2 separate regions of the Hordeum vulgare genome follow, and region 1 is linked to region 2. The links are chromatin contacts, called in public Hi-C maps. All regions are on one chromosome and are shown on one strand. The core of a region is the stretch at or near the end of the contact, and the rest is flanking DNA. Distances in the headings are between cores, read along the strand shown. Region 1 holds the start of LOC123448823 (histone-lysine N-methyltransferase EZ1-like). Region 2 has its middle 36 kb from the start of LOC123447897.

Region 1 (6,801 bases), core at 130-2,629, 390 kb before region 2:
GAAATGCAAGAATTGTCCTTACACCGACGTATGAGCCATTTAACAAAATCAAACTACTCAGAATGAATCCAGCTAATAAACTTTTGCTAAGTAGCACGACACATCAATCATGTCAATAGTCATATTTTTCGGAATGATCACTTACGGATTTGCATATGTTCTTAAACTACGGAAGTCAAATTTCCCCACTTAATCCCAGAGCAATATCAGTAATAACGCTATCTGAAGTGTCATGCTCGAGTAAGTAAATATATGATTTGTCAAATTCTTATGCAGCTCCCGAAGCTAAAACGAAAATTTTCTAGTTATGGCTTGCATGACTAAGTTGTTCGTCTGTCTGAACCATGCACAATCAAGTATCCTCCGATATATATCTCAAGTTAATCAACTCTATCATGAGTTCATGACTAAGTTGTTCATCTAAATGCATGCACATTGAAGTATCCTCTCATATATCTCAAGTGAACTCTATATGGCATATGAGCTACTGTAGAACTGAAGAATAACCTATAATGGTATTAAGTCATCAAACTGGTCAAATAGAGTAGCAACACTATACTTGTCCAGGAAGATCCACGTGGTGTAGGGAGGAATCTTATCAACCGATGGCAGCTTCACAAGCTGCAAAACGATGGTCTGTGCGCCGTTGCCGGAGCTTGAGAGCACGAGCGTCCCGTCGGCGGACAGGTTCTCCTCCTGCACGTGCACAACCTCCCTCTCCCCCGACCCTCTCGCTAGGTTCCACCCAACGATCCTGGACTGGCCGTCCGCGGCGAGCTGCGACAGCACGTTGCTGCTCTCAGAGCCCCTCGACGCCGCCTCCGCCTTGGCGGCCACATCGAACAGGCCGCAGGTGTGCTTCTGCAGCGCCCTCCTGTTTGCCTCCAGCTTCTCCTGCCAAAACAGGAGGATCAGATTGAGTGACCCGAAACTCGCAATTCCGTAGATGCGGCCGGTGCTTTACCCTGATGGAGGCGAGGCGGGCCTGCTGGATTTGGCGCTTCATCTGCGTCAGCTTCCCGTGGAGCGCCATGAGCGCGGAGGTGCCCACGCCGAGCCCCTGATCCGGCCGCTGCGGAGCACGAGAAAAAAACAAGGGGACGGAAAAGGATCGAAACCGATCAGATTCGGGAGGGAGATCGAGGTGGGGAACCGGGCGGCTAGGGGAATCGAAGGACGGCGAAGGATACCTTGGGGCCGTCCCGGTGGGAGGAGGAGTCGGAGGCCATGGCGATGGCGCGAGCCGCCGCAGGCCGACCACCTCCTGCTCCGCGACGCGAGGAGGCCTGACTTCTCTGTCCTCTGTCGACGCGACGGCTCTGCGCTTCTGCACTACCAGTAGTACTAGTTGGCAGTAGCAGCATAGGCAGGGTATAGGATCCTCTTTGCGGAGGGTACCGGATGTCTGACAGGTGGTGGGCCTGGTGTCAGTGGGGGCCTCTCGCTGCACGGGCTTCTGGGTGGGCTCACGTCAAGTGGCTCAGTGATGGCGGCTGATCCAGGCGTTTCGTACGTCGGATTACGGATTACGTGTACGTGTACGTGCCGTCTCGCTCTCGACGGATTTCCCCCGGCAGGCGGGAGTTTCTATCAATCTGCGACCATCGTGAGGGTGTGCAGGATCTGAATCAGCTGGGCAGGTGAGGAGGAAGATCGATCTAGGGAGATCCTCTGACGTAAAGGATACTACTTCTTCTGTACCTAATCGAGATCCTCTGACGTAAATGATATTACTTCGTCTACACCTAAATAATTCTAGTTAGGGAGTCCCCAACTATACAATTACTCCCTCCGTTATAAGATTTGGTCAAAATCAAACAACATAAAAATTTAACCAAATTAATATCAAAAATTATGAATATCTATTACATTAAAATTATATAGTATGAAAATACATCTCGTGGTGCATCCGATAATATTGATTTCATGTTGTGAATGTTGATATTTTTTAATATAAAGTTAGTCAAATTTTACAAAGCTTGACTTTGACCAAACCTATATGCAGACAAAAAAAACGGAGAGAGTATTTAAGAACGGAGGGAATAATGCATAGGAACGTCAATACATGCAGGCCGTTTGTTATGAATCCAATGGTAGCAAGTGAAAACCGTAGAAACACATCGGAGTCACGCCGACATGCCCAGCTTGTGCGCTCGTGCTCGGCTACACCACAACGTCGAGGCCGCTCTCAAGTGTGAACTACCTCGCCGAGAGGGCATGCTTTTCCTTCTTCGCAATCTGCACCGTGTTGGCCCCTGCCCAAGCTGTCGCCCGAGCGTGACCACCGTCCACCCACTTCCCTACGGCTGATGTTCTTCCTTCGCCGAACGCCGTCACCACTGTCGCGGCCGTCCAGCGTACAAGTCAGGTCCTTAGTCCTCACTCCAACGCTTCGGGCTTTGCATGTGTGTCGTGCGTCCATGAGCATGTGTGCGGTGTGCCGGCGAGCTGACGAATTTTTGTCTAAAAGGACCCCTTGCCGAGTGCATTTGTCGGAAAGGACCAGCTGTGGACGAAAGTGGCAGAAAAGACCCCCACCCACCGTGGCGGCAGGCGCACCAGGCGACGCGTGTCACCTGCCGCCACGGCCCGAGGCGGCTGGGGCCTGCCACCATGGCGCGAGGCGGCCGGCTGGGATTTCCGTTCCAGCGGTTCTGCGACGGAACGGCTAGGCAGTGGTGGGACATGCCGCCACGAGAGGAGGCGGCCAGGCGGGCCCTGCCGCCTCGGCAGCCGGCGGCCTGTTCTGTGCATGACGGCGCTAATTCCCACCTGCTGACAGCGCTGATTCCCACGCTGTCGGCTGATTCCCACGCAATGTGCACCGTCGAAATTTTTCCCGCTCTCCACCGACAAAACAGTGCCAAAATTTTCTGTATAAAGGAGCTGCGTCGCTGCCTCCTCTCTCACTCGTTTCTCTTCTTTGCTTGAACCCACACTGCTTCTCTTTCTCACTCTCTTCTGTTTCTCTCAAGAACTAGTCCATATGACGGTTTAAGTGCCGATTTAGGACGGTTAAAGTTAGATTTTGAAGACGTTGTAGTTGAAGAAAAGATAGATCAAGGTAAGAGTTTTCCATTCATGTTGGTCGTGTTTGCATGCATGATGTTTTTATTTTGTTTGATTAGTTTCTAATTAGTATGTGTTTATCTTTTGTCTTAGGGAGTGTATTATCACTTTTGTGGAACTATTTTGTCATGCGATATGAACTACTAAGTTGAAGATCAAGGTATGAGACTCTGTTCATCTTTGTGTTCATGTGATAATAGATCGACTCTGTTCATATATTACCGATGATTTGTTCGTGTTTGCATACAACTGATATTTAGAAAGGAGCCGGAAAAATGCCTATGTAACTAGCATTTTTGTAAAAAACATGTAATAATATGTTATCTCCATTAGTATTATTACATGCAAGACGCGTGTGTAATATATTTGTTTATGTGATAATTTGTCAACCCCGTAGAAATATGACTCGTGATATATATATATGCATGCAGTATGTATTTTTAGACATTTGCTAGCACGGAAATAATTATGTGTGTAATATTTTTGTTCATATGAAAATAGGTGGAATTCGCTGATATTATTCTGGTGATATATTATATTCGGAACGATATCCTTATTTAAACTAGAGGTATGAATGACATATTGTAATTCATCTTCTATTTATTTTATAGATGGAGTGTCACGATAAATGGTACAATATAAATTATTATGCGTAGATGTAATGGATGTTGTTAAATTGTTATATGTAAAAAAGATAAGTAATGGATGCTGTTATTACAATGTAAATATAAAAATATGATTTCTAATGGACTAACGATGTACATATGGCTGCTCGTTAGGTACTATGGAAAATTTGTTAGTGTTTTATGGGCACATCGTACGTGAGGGTCCTTCTGGTGTGGATGTGTCTAGGTGCGGGATGACTACGGTTGTAGTGAAAGACATGGTTAATGTAGAGTATGCGGCAGTTAGAAGGTGCATCCGATCGGTGTTTGGTTCAGCGATGAATGGAAAAAAAATGACCCTGGAGGCTTTCGTGGTTGAGGGAGGAAATCGTTGGGTTCTGCGACGGGTTACTGGTGAAAGAGCATGGGCGTCGTACATGGGTTTTGCAAGCAATCCCAATAACTCCATGTATGGACAACCCATGGTTTATGTGGAGTTCATTTCTGCCAATGATGTCGCCGAGTGCAGTAGCAGTGCCGGTGAGGCCCAGTTGGCCATAACTGTAGCCCCCGACGCCGGCCCATCGGAACCAAGTGGTGGCGAACATATGGCCATAACTGTAGCCCCCGACGCCGGCCCATCGGAACCAACAGGTGGCCAACAAGTGTATGACACGGGATATTGGTCTGCGGTCGTTGACATGAGCGAACATGTCGAGGGATTGCCGGAGGCGCTAGATGATGACGATGATGGTCATTCTTCTGCGTCTTCGAAATCAGATGATGATGAAGTTGTTCCTCCTGAGAAGGCGGTCGCTGCAGCACTAAACCCAGAGTTTTTACAGGTTATGAGCATCACCAATGAATTTCACTCTGTTGCTGGCCTAGACGCGGGGAGTCTGGCCGTTGAACAGATTTTCCCAGATAAGAAATCTGCTAAACAAGCAATACATAGCTATGCAATTGCTATACACAGGCAACATAGAGTGAAGCAGTCTGATAAAAAGGAGTTGAAGCTCATATGCATCCATCGCGAAGCGGGTTGCCGCGGAAGAGTTATTGCTCGCCAGAAGCCTGGGGTATGTCAGCCATGGCATGTCACAAAAATAGAGCAACATGGTTGTGAGCAAACCGGCACTCTTTCAGAGCACCGCAATGTGACTGCAGAATATGTGTCACAGGTGATGCAAACCATTGTGCAGCAAAGTCTTAATATTAGTATTAGGGCTTTGCGTGCAACTGCATCTGATCTGATTGGTTTCCCTGTCAGCTATAGCAAGGCTCGTCATGCAAAGGAAAAGATATTTCAGAGGTTGTATGGAACCTACGAGGAGGCGTACTCTTTTGCCCCTAGAATGTTGCATCAGATTTCAGTTGCTAACAGGGGGACTCAAGTTTTCCGGAAAGAACGTCCAAATCCATTGAACCTGGACGAGCAAATCCTGGACCACTTATTCTGGGCATTCGACCAGACTATACAAGCATTCAAGCATTGTCGTCCGGTTGTATCAATTGATGGTACATTTCTCACTGGAAAGTGTTGGGGAACGTCGCATGGGAAATAAAAATTTCCTACGCGCACGAAGACCTATCATGGTGATGTCCATCTACGAGAGGGGATGAGTGATCTACGTACCCTTGTAGATCGTACCGCAGAAGCGTTAGTGAACGCGGTTGATGTAGTGGAACGTCCTCACGTCCCTCGATCCGCCACGCGAACAATCCCGCGATCAGTCCCACGATCTAGTACCGAACGGACGGCACCTCCGCGTTCAGCACACGTACAGCTCGACGATGATCTCGGCCTTCTTGATCCAGCAAGAGAGACGGAGAGGTAGAAGAGTTCTCCGGCAGCGTGACGGCGCTCCGGAGGTTGGTGATGACCTTGTCTCAGCAGGGCTTCGCCCGAGCTCCGCAGAAACGCGATCTAGAGGAAAAACTGTGGAGGTATGTGGTCGGGCTGCCGTGGAAAAGTCGTCTCAAATCAGCCCTAAAACCTCCGTATATATAGGTGGGAGGGAGGGGAGGAGGCAGCCTCAAAACCTAAAGGTTTGGCCGAAATTGGAGGTGGAGGAGTCCTACTCCAATCCTACTTGGAGTAGGATTCCACCTTCCCGCTTGGAAACTCTTTCCACCTTGTGTTTTTTCCTTCTCAAACCTTATGGGCCTTAGTGGGAACTTATTCCAGCCCACCAGGGGCTGGTTTATCTCTTCCCATAGCCCATGAGACCCCTTGGGGCGTGACACCCCTCCCGATGGTCCCCGGCACCCCTCCCGGCACTCCCGGTACACTACCGATGAGCCCGAAACTTTTCCGGTAATGCACGAAAACCTTCCGGTAACCAAATGAGGTCATCCTATATATCAATCTTCGTTTCCGGACCATTCCGGAAACCCTCGTGACGTCCGTGATCTCATCCGGGACTCCGAACAACATTCGGTAACCAACCATATAACTCAAATACGCATAAAACAACGTCGAACCTTAAGTGTGCAGACCCTGCGGGTTCGAGAACTATGTAGACATGACCCGTGTGACTCCTCGGTCAATATCCAATAGCGGGACCTGGATGCCCATATTGGATCCTACATATTCTACGAAGATCTTATCGTTTGAACCTCAGTGCCAAGGATTCACATAATCCCGTATGTCATTCCCTTTGTCCTTCGGTATGTTACTTGCCCGAGATTCGATCGTCAGTATCCGCATACCTATTTCAATCTCGTTTACCGGCAAGTCTCTTTACTCGTTCCGTAATACAAGATCCCGCAACTTACACTAAGTCACATTGCTTGCAAGGCTTGTGTGTGATGTTGTATTACCGAGTGGGCCCCGAGATACCTCTCCGTCACACGGAGTGACAAATCCCAGTCTCGATCCATACTAACTCAACGAACACCTTCGGAGATACCTGTAGAGCATCTTTATAGTCACCCAGTTACGTTGCGACGTTTGATACACACAAAGCATTCCTCCGGTGTCCATGAGTTATATGATCTCATGGTCATAGGAACAAATACTTGACACGCAGAAAACAGTAGCAACAAAATGACACGATCAACATGCTACGTCTATTAGTTTGGGTCTAGTCCATCACATGATTCTCCTAATGATGTGATCCCGTTA
Region 2 (6,091 bases), core at 202-2,701:
ATATGAAAAAACTGCATCACATTTAAAAAAGTTCATTGAATTTGAAAAAAAGTTCATCTACTTGAAAAAAGTTCATCGAATATAAAAAAAATCATCTATTTGCATAAAATTTCACGTATTTGCTAAATAAATTATCCACCCGAAAGAAGAGAAAATAGAAAATGAAAAAGGGGGAAAAGGAAAACATAAAAAGGAAAGAGGAAAAATAAATATTAAAGAGAGAAAAATTGAAATTTGCCATCTCCTGCTCTGTGCCTTGATGGTTATACCAGATTGCCTTGACTCGGAAGCTCGCTGGCTCGATTCTTCAAACAGCTTGTTTTTATGCAGACTAAGAACACAGGAAAGACCACGTTAGATGGGTTGGTCCATTTAAAAACACTTCAGTTAACAAAATACACGTTGAGAGATGTTTTTCTGCTTTTGTGAAACTTGTGGAAGCTTCCAACGGAAAGGAGGTTTTTCCTGTTTTTCTTTGGTTTTTCTCTTTTTTATTTTATTGTTTCTTTTCTTTCCTCTTTTTATTACTACTTCATTTCCATTTTATTTTTATATAATTTTTCATTTTTTGAAAAAGCGCAGCCTTCTTTTTATGAACTTTTTTTCAAAAGGACAAAAAAAATTCCAAATCAATGAACCTTTTTCAAATTTTTACGAAGGCTTTATTAAAATTCTATTAATTTTTTAAAATATCTATGAACTTTTTTTTAGATTTGATGAATTTTCTTGAAATTTGCTGAATTGTTTTTTGAAATGGATGAACTGTTTTCAAAATTGACGAACTTATTTGAGATTTGTGAACTTTTTTCCAATTCAACAAACTTTTTTAAAACATACAAGATTTATTTTGATTTGTTAAGAATTGATTTCAAATTTAGTGAACTTTTGAAAAAAAATTGAAATTTCTTTTTAAATTCAATGAACCTTTTTTCAAATTTTATGAACATTTTTCAAACTTACGACTTTTTTCCAAATTTGATGAACTTTTGAAAATTCAATGACTTTTTGTCAATTTTGGTGACTATTTTGAAAATTTGAAAAACTTTTTTTTTTTACTTTTGTCAAAATTAATGAACATTTTTTCATATTTTCATAGTTTTTTTTAAAGATTGGACGAATTTTTCATATTTTTGTGAACTAATTTCAAATTCTAGATGTTGTTTGTAGATGATGAACATTTTTTACTATAATGATTTTGAAATAATAATTCGGAAGGAAATGGTTGACCAATTGGTCAACCACTCAACCGCGACTATTTTATCTTTTAGAAATTCAGCGATTGGTGTATGGGATCGAGCGGCCACCTTCTTATTGAGCCGATCCAGCATGGGGCGCTGCAAGCGCCAAGAGCGGGAACGAACGCTTGCAGCACGGTATAGAAGCACCCGTTAACTAGCGCCAGCAACACGAAATAGGAAGTGTCGTGGGCGATAGGGTTTGCGTTCGGGAGCACCTATGCAGCGCTGCACGAGCATGTTAACGATCCGACGCGTACAGCACTGCTAGCATGGGCCGACCCATTAGAGTGCTGCCCTGTTTTTGTTATTTTGATTTTTGTTCGTTACAAAAATAAAAATATGAAATCAAAAAAGGTTTACAGATTTAAAGTAAAAAGCTTCATGCAATTGAAGAAAAGTTCATATCTTTAAAAAAGGTTCATAAAGTTAAAAAAGAGTTCATCACTTTGAAAGAAATATGAAAATGAAAAAAATAGTTTATCCAATATTGGAAAATTTCATTAAATTATAAAAATTTAATAAATATGTAAAAATTTCAATAAAATTAAACAAAGTTAATGTATTTAAAAAAAGATCATAAATATTTAAAAAAATCATCCTTTTTCAAAAGGATGTTAATCAAAATTCAAAAAAGTTCATCCATATTCATAAAGTTCATTAATCTTAAAAACTATTCGCTGAAATTTTAAAAATGTTCATCAATATTCAAAAAAATTCATATAATTTTCAAAACAAAACATCAAACAGTGCCTAGATGGGCCGGGCCATTTAAGAAAGCCACAGGCGCGAGTTAACCAAAATGCATGTTAACTAGTGCATGTGGCACCAAATAGGAAATGCCTTTGCGTTCGAGCTGGAAACCGTCGTGCATGCGCAGCAGGACGGCCTAGAAAGAATTGAAACGACCGTCAAATGTTGCTATGGAACGTAGCGGCTGGTCGTCCTAGAACAGCAATGCTAAACGGGAACTCCTCCCTGTTGCTCGCTGCGACAGGGGGTCACCCCCACGCTGTCACACCCAAGATGCGACCCTATCCTTAATTTGGCACGAGGGCCTCGTCAAGGATAGAAGCGCATCTCGTCGTGTCGCAAGAATGGATATCGTTACAAGTACATGTACTGAAAAGAAGAGATATATAAAGAGTTGGCTTACACTCGCCACAAGCTACATCAGAGTCACATCAGTACATTACATAATCATCAAGAGTGAGAGCAGGGTCCGACTACGGACGAAAACAAACGACGAAAGAAGAACGACGTCCATCCTTGCTATCCCAGGCTGCCGGCCTGGAACCCATCCTAGATCGATGAAGAAGAAGAAGAAGAAGAAGAAGAAGAAGAAGCAGCTCCAAATGAACAATCAACGCGCTCGCGTCAAGTAACCTTTACATGTACCTGCAACTGGTGTTGTAGTAATCTGTGAGCCACAGGGGACTCAGCAATCTCATTTCCAAAGGTATCAAGACTAGCAAAGCTTAATGGGTGAGGCATGGTTAAGTGGTGAGGTTGCAGCAGCGGCTAAGCGTATATTTGGTGGCTAACTTACGAGTACAAGAAATAAGAGGGGGAAGATCTACGCATAACGGACGTGAACTACTCATGATCAAATGAATGATCCTGAACACCTACCTACGTCAGACATAACCCCACCGTGTCCTCGATCGGAGAAGAAACTCACGAAAGAGACAGTCACGGTTACGCACACAGTTGGCATATTTTAATTAGATTAACTTTAAGTTATCTAGAACCAGTGTTAAACAAAACTTCCACGTTGCCACATAACCGCAGGCACGGCTTTCCGAAAGATTTAACCCTGCAGGGGTGCTCCAACTAGTCCATCACAAATTACCACAAGCCGCATAGAAATCCTCAATCACGAAGCTCGCGATCTCGTCGGATTCCCTAGTGGAAAACCTCAACTCTGAGATTACCCAAAGCATCACCGGAATCCCGATGCACAAGATATCTCGTCAAAGGTAAAACTAATCCAGCAAGGCCGCCCGACGTGTCGACGATCCCGATAGGAGTCGCGTACCTCGTTCTCAGGACACGGCGGATGAGCTAGACGTCGGGATCGCTAAACCTCCGGGTGACCAGAGGGGCGCCGGACATCACTCAGGTGGGGCCAACACTCATGAGGAGCACTGGCCCGGGGGTTGATTAAAATAGTCCGCGGGTGTCGGCGGGTCCCTATGCATTATTATTAGGTTATTAGGCAAATGTAGTACCAAAGTTGGGCCTTGCCAGACCAGCTTTAATCTAAAACGAATTATCAAGGGGGTCCCCATAACAACCCCGATCGTGTTAGGAGCGCTCAATTATGGAACATAACACCGGTAGCCGAAAACTAAGGGGGCAAAGGTGGAACAAAACACCAGGCTAGAAAGGCCGAGCCTTCCACCTTTTACCAGGTATATAGGTGCATTAAATTAAATAGCATTTAAATATGGTGATATGACAAGGAACCCATGTTTCACATGGAAGCAACTGCACCTGCAACTAGTAACGCTAACACAGGGTTAAGCAAGCGGTAACATAGCCAATCAGTGGTTTGCTAGGTCGAACAGGTTGAAGGTAATCATAGCATTGTTGAGAGGCTGATATTTAACATGTGGTAGGCAACGAGACATAAACGATAGAAGCGATAAACTAGCATGGCAATGATAGTAATGGTATTTGGGGAAATGATCATCTTGCCTGAGATCCCGCTTGGAAGAAGAATGTCTCCGTGAAGCAGACGAACCGACGTAGTCGAACGGGTCCTCACATCCGACACGCTTGCGGAACTCTATCGAGACAGGGAAACCGGAAACAAGCATCAACACACGATATTCACCACACGATGCACAACACATATGATGCATGAGCTACTGAATACATGCAAGTCACGGCATGACAAATCACACAATCACACCTACACATTAAGTGAAGTTCAATATGCACGAGTTGCATATTGATGAAACTCCACGTTAATTATTTAGTTCACTCCCGGTTATCTACACGGCAATATTAATGTTGTCAAGCATGCAAGAGGTGAAGCGGAAATTAAACTACCTATCTAGGCATTTTAAGTGAGGTCGGAAATGACATATAGCACCTCCGAAACGACCTCACATGTTAATTTCCAATTTTGTCCAGATCTGAACTAATGCATTTAATTGGTTGTTAAACAGCAAAACAAATAGGTTCACGTGATTCTACGCGTCAAGGCAAGCAATCTACACATAAAGCACATCTCCAACGGAGCTACGGATCAAAAGTTACAAGCATCGCAAGATATGATGGCATGAATGCAATATGTGTGCAACGACGGTCACTTGCACTTCAAAACATACAAACAGAAATAGAAAATGAAACTACACAAGATCCTAAGCAAGTTTCATGTAGAACACGATCAAATCGGAGCTACGGTTCAAAAACTACGAGCAAAACAAGAAATGACTACAATCTACCAAAATCAGCCACATAGCAATTTCTACGCCTCACAACTTCGGCTACCTAACTCCGAGATGCTCAAGCAAGGCATGGCACGGAAGAGGGCAAGAAGCACCACTACAAACAACTAACAACAACTAGCATGGCAGCAAGGAGCACTAGGAAAAGAAGACACAAAATGGCATCTCACGCACTATTTCAGACTTAGTGAAAATAACACCTCACGAAAGTGCAGTTTTCAGCCTGAAGCAATATTGACAGCAGCAAAACCTATAGCTACAGGAGTCCAAATGACATGAAACTTCACAGCATGCTAGAGAAACACAAGGGGTACAACTAACTCCATTGGACCAACCTCAAAAGAGCTACAGATCACAAGCTAGAAGCAAAACAAAACAGCAACAAAATAATAACAGATTCCAGACTTAGAAATATTTCAGCTCCTCTAAAACAACACTATTTCTAGCAACTTGAGGGCAAGCAAACGACACCTAAACATGCATTTCTATTGCAACCAAAAATACCAGGGGCTGAACAAAACATCCAAGATCAACTCTCTAGTTGACAACTCCGTCAAACTACGCACGGAATAAATCCTACGAATTAAACAAAATGGCAACTTAGCGAAATATCTCGCGAACTAACTTACTCGAAAGCTAAATCTAATTGCACAGAAAAATCCATGGGATTTTTCTACCCCGGAAACATATAAAATATGTGGGGTTTGCAACACAAAATAATGCCACACATTAATGCGAGATAAACATCTATACGCGGGAAAATATATTACCGGCAAATCCTACACGCAAAAATACGAGTGACCGCTCTAAAATACATGGAAGAATGGTCCCTAAAACATGGGCATTTCTAATATGGCATCCGGGCAATACGGTCTGGCGCAAAAAAAAAATACGGCGTCTATACTATATAGACAGCACGATAAACAATGCATTTGACTCGCTAAAGTAAATCGAACAAATACGCGAGGTGCACAAACGTAATCTACGCGTAAAACTACGCGAAAAACATATATAACTTGCCTCGATCCGACTTACGGATAAAGATCTACAGGCATTTATTCTGTGGAATAAAACTAATTCCGAGAAAAGGAAAAATAAACCTAACTATCTATTGGGCCGAACAAGGGCGCTACATAAAAAAAAGCTCAGGCGGGGGACTGGCTCACCTGGCCACTTGGGTCGGCCTGGCGCAGGGGGCTCGGGGCCCAGGCGGAGGAGAGGCGAGGCGGCCTGACGCGGGAGTGGGCCGAGCTATCGAGGCGAGGTGGGCCGGCGCCACCTGGCCCACGCGGGCGACGCGGTTGGTGGCACAGCCACCACGGGAGCTCCTCGTCCTCCCGATCCCGCACGAGACGTACGCGGCGGCGGCAGGGCTGTTGCCGGTCGACGCAGGGCGGC

What was found. A called contact is a pair of places that touch in the nucleus more often than the background predicts.
Region 1: a Hi-C map of leaf shows a contact between it and region 2, with 6 times the contacts expected there. The contact joins the promoter of LOC123448823 here to the enhancer-like site in region 2. A contact is called at or near these places in 4 of 6 Hi-C or Micro-C datasets (leaf and seedling) and 1 of 1 datasets of contacts at active chromatin or transcription factors (embryo).

Annotation. Positions count from the first base shown.
Region 1 is chr4H:428,765,669-428,772,469 of MorexV3_pseudomolecules_assembly, reverse strand. It overlaps LOC123448823 (histone-lysine N-methyltransferase EZ1-like), which reads right to left and starts at 1,379. Exons shown (of 17, transcript XM_045125843.1): 1 at 1,191-1,379; 2 at 965-1,072; 3 at 560-894. The coding sequence starts at 1,364.
Region 2 is chr4H:428,371,456-428,377,546 of MorexV3_pseudomolecules_assembly, reverse strand. No RefSeq gene overlaps it. Among protein-coding and RNA genes, the nearest start is that of LOC123447897, 36 kb to the left of the region's middle. Within about 2 kb of position 1,451, at least 2 of the 3 cell types and tissues checked have open chromatin away from gene starts, as enhancers often do. A contact at or near this core is called in leaf, where this site is marked.